Regions from separate parts of the Mus musculus genome. Here region 1 is linked to region 2. The links are chromatin contacts, called in public promoter capture Hi-C maps. All regions are on one chromosome and are shown on one strand. Each heading gives the region's core, a stretch centred on a gene start, on an enhancer-like site or on the middle of the called end of the contact. The rest is flanking DNA. Distances are from core to core; before and after follow the strand shown.

Region 1 (4,230 bases), core at 871-3,370, 230 kb after region 2:
CCTGCCCCCAACTCTGAACTTTTCAGCCTGAGGCTGGGTTGCCCTTTCCCAGAGGCTCTTCCCTATATAATCCAGGCATTTCTTTCCTTCTCTCTCTGCATCTTTCTCTCTCCGCCCATTCTTTTCTTCTTCCCCCCTCTCTTCTCTCTCTCTTCCCATGGCAACTTCCCTGCCCTCCTTCCTCGGGGCCAGTGGACTCACCCAAGAACAGCTTCCCAGCAAACCTGAGTTTAATATAACCTAATCTGGCTTGACTTGTCTGTTTTCACCAGGGGAGAAATAACTTCTCAGTTAAAGAATGAGAAAGGACCAGGCATGGTAGCAAAGGCCTTAACCCTTTAACCACACTCTGGTACTCAGCAGGCAGCAGCAGTTGGATCTCTGAGTTCTAGGCCAGCGAGGGCTACACAGAGAGAACCATCTTGGAACAGACAAACAAACAAACAAACAAACAAAAGCAAAACAGCAACAACAAAGTGTATAACTAGTACTAGCTACCAAATAAACATTGAAAATAAAAACAAAACAAAGGAATAACAAACCAACAGCAAAGAACGGGAAAGGCTAGAGATCAGAACTGAGCGGATGACAGAAGCTCAGAGTTGGATATGGCTGAAGAAAATCTCCTGCCTCACCTCCAGTTCTGAGCTTGTGCTCTCAGACGAGGCCAGACCTCTGGTCTAGGAAGAAAGAGCTGTGGTCCTTTTTAATGCGATTCTCTCATTTCTGAAGAGCCCAGAGTAATTCCAGGCATTAGCCTGCTGTCCCCATCTCACTGCGTGTCCTCAAGGCCTGAATTCTTTTCAATTGCAGTCAAACCACCTGGTTCCTGTGAACCCCAATAAAGGGTGACATAAAAGAGGTGCCTTTACAGAAGCCTGGAGCCCGAACCAACATCCTGCTATCTGCCACACTCCAGCCACCTCAATTTACAAATTCCTTTTTTATTATCCCCTGAGCATCTGGGTCCATGCTTTCAAAGGAGACTGCCCACACCCTTCCAAGGTCCTTGTGTTAGCGCCTCAGTCTGACCCTAACCAGCTAGAAGCATTTTTTCCCACGGAGAATAAAGTTGCTTTTGGTTTATTTCTGATGTCAGTGGTCCTTTCTTCACTATTTGCATTCCCCATGACCCAAATAATTTCTTCCTTCTGTGTCCAGCTACCGGCTCTTTTAGGGTTAGAGCCTGGGTAAGCAGAGGTCAGGATGAAAGAGAAGAGACGGTTTTCCTTGGCTTGTGTTTGTTTCTCTTGGCTGATCATCCATATCGCAAGCTTCTAGACGCTGGCTCACTGCGTCTGTGCATGGGTTCTTGCGAGGACGGTGTGGCAGGAGATGTAATATCATTGGCTTCTCCTAACTCTCTCTATAGCTGTCACTGTGACTGAAGAGTTCCGAGAAGTAGCTCATGCCTGGATTCCCAGAACACATGGGAAAGCTATGTATCCTTGACGTTCTAAACTAGGGCTGTTTCTTCAGCTCGATTCTTCCTCCCATTGAACGGCCATCTTCTATATCCTGAGGTGACAGGCAGGCAGGCACCAGGCTCTATAGTCATACACATTTCTCAACTCTAGTTCCCTGAGGACAGGCTCAGACACTCACGCTTGCACTGCGAGTACAGTCAGCCATTGACTCAGCTGCCCAGCCCTGGAATGTGAGCTCTGGGACTTATCCTTCTCACATGAAAATGTTTCTGGCATTTCTTTTTTTTTTTTTTTTTGTCATAGCAATGAGAAAAGTAACAAAGACAGCGGCCGTTGCGGATGAATATAGATAACTATTTCCATTGGGTTCCAGAACCTCACTCCCACCAACGGAGAAGTGCCCAGCGGTTTCTTGGCTGTACTCTCAGATACTTACTGTCCTCAGCTTGTCAGCTTTTCCTGAGAGTCAGAGACCACAAGGAACAGCGAGTTATAGAACATCCTTTCACCTGCTAGATTTCCAAGTGAGGCAGAGGCCTTGTTAGCCCACGTGATTCCACAACAACCGCTCCGTGTGGGAAAGCTCCTGAAGTGCTTTCTGTAAAGTCATGGAGTTCTGTTTAGCCTTGCTGATGAGGACCCAGACTTCAGGGGAGTGCGCACTTTCAGAAATAACTGGAATGTTGCCTGGTGAGTAACAAGGACTTCCGGTTCCTGGCTCTTCTGAGCAGCGTTTCACACGGGTGCCCCAGCCTGTGCTCACCCAGGTCATGAACTTGCTGATTAGTGCCTTAGTTTCATTCCCGTGGCTACGAGAAAACACCCTGACAAGCACAGAGTTAAAAAGGGAAAGAGTTTATTTAGCTTACAATGACATCAGTACCGGGACATCAAGGCAGGAACTTGAAAGAGCTAGCCACACCCTCTTTGGGAACAGAGAATGGACGTGTGCATTCTCACAGCTCAGCTTACTTTCTCTGTTCTCTTACAATTCAGGATCCAAACCAGGGGCACCGTGCTACCCACACATAGGCTGGGCATTCCCGCATTAATTAACAGAGTCAAGGCATGTCCACAGGCTAACCTACTCTAGACAGTCCCCTACTGAGCCTCTCCTCCAGGAGATTCTAGGTGGTGTCAAGTTGACAAAACCTTCACGGTTATCACTTTTCCAGTCCTTTATTTCTGATCTTGGAGAGACATTCCTGACAACTGTTTGTATTCAGACTTGTCTTAGGGCTTGTTGATTGGACAGACCACAAAAAGGCGCATTGTGTTTTGACAGGGATAACTTTGCTTTAGGGTGAATTGCTAGTTTCTAAGTTTTATTTGGGTTTGGATGGGCGCGTGGGCGGGCACGCATGCGCCAGTGTACACACGCATACACACACACACACACACACACACACACACACGCACGCACGCACGCACGCACGCACGCACGCACGAGTGCTACAAACCCAGGGTGGCACTCCTACTCTTGAAGAGTTTACACGTTGAGAGGTTTGTAACCCAAAGACATCCATTGTCACAGACTTCACAGCTAAGTTCTTTAAAATTCTTTGTAGCTCTTCATATGTCAGGAGGAAGGGCACAGGCAGCAGATGGTTTCTTGTGCAGCAAGACTGTGGGTATCTTCACATTGCCTTCTTCACATCGCCTTCACTCTACTCTCAGGCTATTTTTGGATTCCAGCATGGATCTCTGAGGCAGTGCCCTCACCGTTACAGCCCCGGCTAGAATACATCATTGTTTTGTTTTATTCTGAGAAGGTTTACTTCTATGAGAGCAGACCCAGGAAGAGCACAAAGCTATTATCTCATGTATGGAGGGCAGTGTACGCTTAAGAGTAGAGGGTTCAAATCCTGACCCTGCTGTCCTCTGCCTTTGTGATCCGGAGCTGTTTGCAGCAGCTCTGGTTGTGGGTTTATTTTATAACAGGGGCTAGGTTTCCATTCCTGCAGGTGGAGGCTGTTAGGATCAGATAAGGTGGTACATATGTTATTCTTAGCAGAGTTTCTGGGACATGAATTAAAACTTAAGAAATATTAGTAATTTCTAGTAATGGATAATGATGATGCAAAGGTGTTTGGACTTTCTGTGGAGGCGATGTGGTAGCTGATATTGGCCTGAGTGTGGAGATAACAGAGACCAAATACTGCATTTAAAATTTATCCTTTGAAAATTCTCTACACATATACAAGGTGTCACTATCATTTTTACTGTTTTCATTCTTCCCCTTTAACTCCCCGCTAGGACCTCCTATCAAATCTCCTCCCCAACTTCATCACCTTCCCAAATTCACGTTCTCCTTATTAATTAATCAATTGATTAAACTCCTGAGTCTAGTTCGTGCTACCCATATGTGCAAAGGAGTTCTTATCAGGCAGACCCAAGAATTCGCTGCTCACTTATCCAAACTGAGATATTGGAAGAATTGCAAGAAGGTCCAAGGATTGAGGAACCTTAAGTCTTTAAGGTGATGGGTTGCCTAGGGTCTACCACCTTATTCCAGGACAGATAGACAGAATCAAGTGAAACAGACTTCCATTGAGTGCCAAAGAGCAGAATGTGGCCTTGCCCTGCAGGCACTCCTGTCTTGAACTCAGTAGCGCCAACCAGTGAACATCAGAGTAATCAGGGTGGTCACCTGATGTCCAGAGGTTTGGACCTGAACTTGAGTCTCAGTTGACCCCATGCTCTTGGGGAGCAGGCTAGCTCTATGCTTGTTTGTATTTTTACTCTCCCCCAACCTGTCTATCATGTCTATATTTGTTTTATCTTTCCAGCTAAGACTCCTGTG
Region 2 (4,151 bases), core at 501-3,000:
TCTCTCTCTCTCTCTCTCTCAGGCATCTTTGATCTTGGAAGGGGCAGCCATGAGTGTTATAGCCCGTGTCCTGGGAAGCCCCCAGGATTACTGACATGAGTCTGGGATACAGAGATGATGCCTCTGTCAGGTACATGATCACAGAAGGAGATGCGTTCCATGTATTTAATATGAACTGTCACTTTAAGAAAGGTCTGTTTTTCATCCCTAACTCCAGATGCTAGCAGTTACTGATAACTGTAGCAACATCAGTGTCACCACCAGCCCCTCTCAAGGCAGGCCTAGGGGCCTGATGTGGGAGTCCCTAAAGATATGGTATTGCCTTCCTTTTCATTGTTTTGGCGAAGGACTTAAGAAAGTAAACTTGTAAGTCTGAAAGATGAATTTGGTCTCTCATGGCTTCAAAGGCTACACTTGGTCCCATTGCCTTTGGGCCCGTGGTGAGGCAATTTATCATGGAGCACGTGATGTAAGAAAACTGTACCCATCAATACATCCAGAGAGCAAAGAGAGAGTAAGAGGAGGGGGCTGGACGCTAATATCTTTAAAGGCATACCTCCAGTCACCTAAGTGGGACCCCCCTCACCCCAAAGTTTCCATCACTTCAAAGTCATGCTGTGGACAGCAGAGCAAACCTTCCATGCATAGGCCTTTGGATGGCATTTAAAATGCAAGACACAATTACTGACTTGCATTCAGCACATAAATGATGCACTACTTTGACTTCTTTGAGGCTGAGTGTATCACCCAGGATTGTCATGTGAACCTGGATGCTAGACCATGGAACAGCCTGCCATTGATGGATCACATGATAAAAATATGTTTGGTTTAGTAAGAAATGATCAAATTGTATTCTAAGGTTCTTTTATCCTTTTGTATTCCCACTAGAAGTGAGGGAGAGCTAGCATTCTTCTCCATATGTACTTCATCGCTTGTGTTGGGATGTGAGCCCTGGGAACGGGTGCCAGGCAATGCCCCATTATTTCTGTCTGTGGCTCTCTACTGACATGAAAGCCAACCATCTTTCCATAGGTTTACTGGCTATCTGTTTACCTTTGCTGAAAAGTGTCTGTTGAGAACTCTCGACCTCTCCCCCTTCCTCCTCCTCACTCCCCGACTGGACTGTTTCCCCTCTGTCCAGTTTTAAGTTTTCTTCCCATATTTCGGATTCCCCTGTGCATTTCGCAAATATCTCCTTTCAGTTTGTGGCTTTGTCTTTGCATTCTCTTAACGTTATTTATGTTTAACTCTTTAACCTTAACGTCATGGTTCAGTTATTTTTAAATACCCAAGGCATCCAAGTTTAACGACTGTGAAGAGAAGTCGAAGGGATCCCGATGTTCCCGGTTGACCACTGACCCCTTTGGTGAGCGACTGCCGTGGTAGAGCGGATCAAGCCATCAAGCTCAGGACCAGCTCAACCTCAAACCTCACCTTCTTAATGGGATCATCACTGCTACGTTCCAAGAGGCAGCCAGTGGCCTGTCCAAGTTGGCTGGGTCTAGCTGAGCTGACATTTTTGCTGACTAGAGTCATGCTATCTTTGCCAGTTCGCTGGAATAGACGCAGACACGGATTGGGTCACCACGAAGACATTCCTGTCTTGTGAAGCAAGTCTGTTTGTATTTTAGGTTTGCCAGGACTAATGAATTAAAACATTTGGACGCTCTACAGCTTGCTGTTTATCAATGCTTCTGACAGGAGGAGGGTTTTTCTTTTGCTCTTGCTTTTTCTAGAAACATGACAACATCCTGGCTGTCGGAGTGGCAAGGAAAGGAGAGAGGGGCTATGCGAGGAAGCGGAACAGGGAGGTCCCGTGGGATGGGACAGTGGGGTCCGGGGCAGAGCAGGTAGTGTGCAGCCTGGGCAGCTGTCTCTGCTCCTCAGAGTGTCGGTGGCTGCTATGCAGCAGGTGCAGACTGCTCTCTCGCTGAGTCTTGACTGCACAAACTCAACGACTGGCCAAGGCAGTGGCTGGCCCTGGATTACACAAGCGCAGACTCTCAACTAAGTGAGGTAAGGCAGCAGGTGTGAAACCCAGCTAACCGCTCTGAGCACGGGCAACTTAACTGAGGCTCCGTTACAGTGGCCGGAGAAGGACCCAGCAGCTGCTTTCCCCGGGGAGGTGCGATGGAAAGGCAAGTTGTGGATGCTGTGTGGCACTCAAAATCTACCGGATCTGGACATCACCCTTTTCAAGACAGACAGGCAGATATTTTCTGTTGTCTTGCCCTTAGCTGTGTTGATCGATTTCATTCCTCTAGCTGGAAGCCAGAGCAGAGGTTTAGTAAACCCAAGAGGCAGATTCCCGTCTCCTGTGCTTCATTTGTTGATGCGGGAAAGTGGAAAGGGATGTGTGCACCTGAAGAGGCGCGAGCTTCCCATCCCTAGAAGTCACACTCAGGCAGACTGCGCACTATAGGTCTCCCAGAAGTAAGACTTTCCCTCTCGGCTACAACTCTCGGAGCTTCTGCTTGTTTTGTTCAACTTGAGACCATCTGTGCTCTTTCCTCAGAAACAGGTGGTTCCGAGAATACTGATACCAAGCAGAAGAAACTACACACAAATGTGCCAGAGGGTTGGTTTTGTTTTTTTTGTTTTTTTTTTTTTTGAAAAGCAAGAAGTCCCGTGTTAAGTCATAGCCATTTCAGGATTCTGTCCTTTTGTAACATAAAGTTATGTTGTCATGGTGTGTAGAATGTCCAGGGCCCAGAGCTATTGTGAGGAGTAACTTGGGCGCAACAGAATTCTAAGTGGCTCATAAACATTTGCTGTGCTTTTAAGCTTTGCTGGATGGCTAATAGAGGCCCGTTTTCTTTCAGGATGGTACCTCAGATGGTTCACAATGTATCTACATCTGAATGCACATATACAAATGTAGGCCCTGAACTTGCCCACACAAGTAATTGTAAAAACAAACCCCAGTGTTCTGGATACTATTTTTAGACACAGAAAAGCTATGGGAAAGAGAAAAAAAAAACCTGACCATGAGAAAATATTCTGCTACCGCAGTTCCCAGGACCCTGCCAAGGATGGCTAAAGACAGTATTTATATTTTGCCATTTTTGGAGACATTTTCCTTAAAATATCATGCAGGTTTTTTTTGGGTTTCTGCCTACATGAGATGAATAGGAAGGAGAGAGTTTAGAAGAGGCATGACCAAAAATAGAAATGTTAATATGGGATGTTTTCCACATATTGTCTCTAAGTTTATTAACTAAATAATAATAATTTAATAAATAGAGCCACACACTCATGGGATGCCTTTGGGTGTTTGTTTGTTTAAAGGAGGGCTTCATGTAGCCCAAGCTGGCTTTGAACTCACGATTTAGTAAATATTACCTTGGATCAGCTGATCTTGCTCCCTTCCATACATGCTGGTAATTATAGCTGTGTGCCCTATGGCCAAGTTTTGTTTTGGGTTCTAGCCTGCTGTTAAGCGGTGAAACCTTGGGCATAAGTGTTTGATAGATTTCTAGGTCATCAGATAGTTAAGAATGTAATTTTCCTACTACAAATATAATGTGGTGTAAAATGGTTTGGGTTTACCTTAGATAATATTCGTCCTTTACTACCTCCCAAACAACCTATCGTATTTAATTTAGGCTTTGTGTGTGTGCTTGCGTGTCTGCACGGACGTGCAGGTGTGCACATGCACATGGAAGCCACAGGCCAACCTTTGGAGTTATGCCTCTGGTTTGGTCTTCCTTGTTCGTTGAGGCCGGGTCTTTCACTAGTTAGTGGGGCTTGCTGCCAGTTAGGCCAGGCTAGTTGTCCCAGGGGCCTCAGAGATCCGCTTGTCTCTATCTCTCCATTACTGAGGTCACAAGCTCATACTGCCATGCCCCCAGATTTTTACAGGAGAATTGAGCTCAGATCCTTCTGCTGCATGGCAAGCATATTACTGGCTGGACTCTCTCCCCAGCCCCTAGGCATGGAAAAGCAGCTTAGTCTGAGGCCATCTGACAGTCTACTAAGACTGTATCATTTTAATATTGTCCCCAATTAAAAATAATAGGCGACCCTCAAAACCAAAATTCAACTGATCAATGGAATGCAATATTGAAACTATGAAATAAGAATTTTTAAACCATGTCTCATTTATTCTGAATGTCTGTTACCGAAGTAATTTTTTTTTTTTTTTTTTTTTT

Evidence for each region. Promoter capture Hi-C pulls out the DNA fragments that hold promoters and counts their contacts.
Region 1: a contact with region 2 is called in a promoter capture Hi-C map of embryonic stem cells, with 2.7 times the contacts expected there. The contact joins the enhancer-like site here to the promoter of Map3k7cl in region 2. A contact is called at or near these places in 9 of 39 promoter capture datasets (the C10 cell line, the HPC-7 cell line, embryonic stem cells and 4 more), 1 of 484 Hi-C or Micro-C datasets (bone marrow-derived macrophages) and 2 of 9 other capture datasets (adipose tissue and liver).

Annotation. Positions count from the first base shown.
Region 1 is chr16:87,782,476-87,786,705 of GRCm38.p6, forward strand. All of the region lies in intron 4 of Gm32925 (a long non-coding RNA gene), which reads left to right. Among named protein-coding and RNA genes, the nearest start is that of 2810407A14Rik, 44 kb to the right of the region's middle. Within about 2 kb of position 2,121, at least 76 of the 459 cell types and tissues checked have an H3K27ac peak or open chromatin away from gene starts, as enhancers often do. A contact at or near this core is called in adipose tissue, where this site is marked.
Region 2 is chr16:87,551,580-87,555,730 of GRCm38.p6, forward strand. Map3k7cl (Map3k7 C-terminal like) reads left to right here and starts at 1,751. Exons shown (of 5, transcript NM_144854.2): 1 at 1,751-2,016.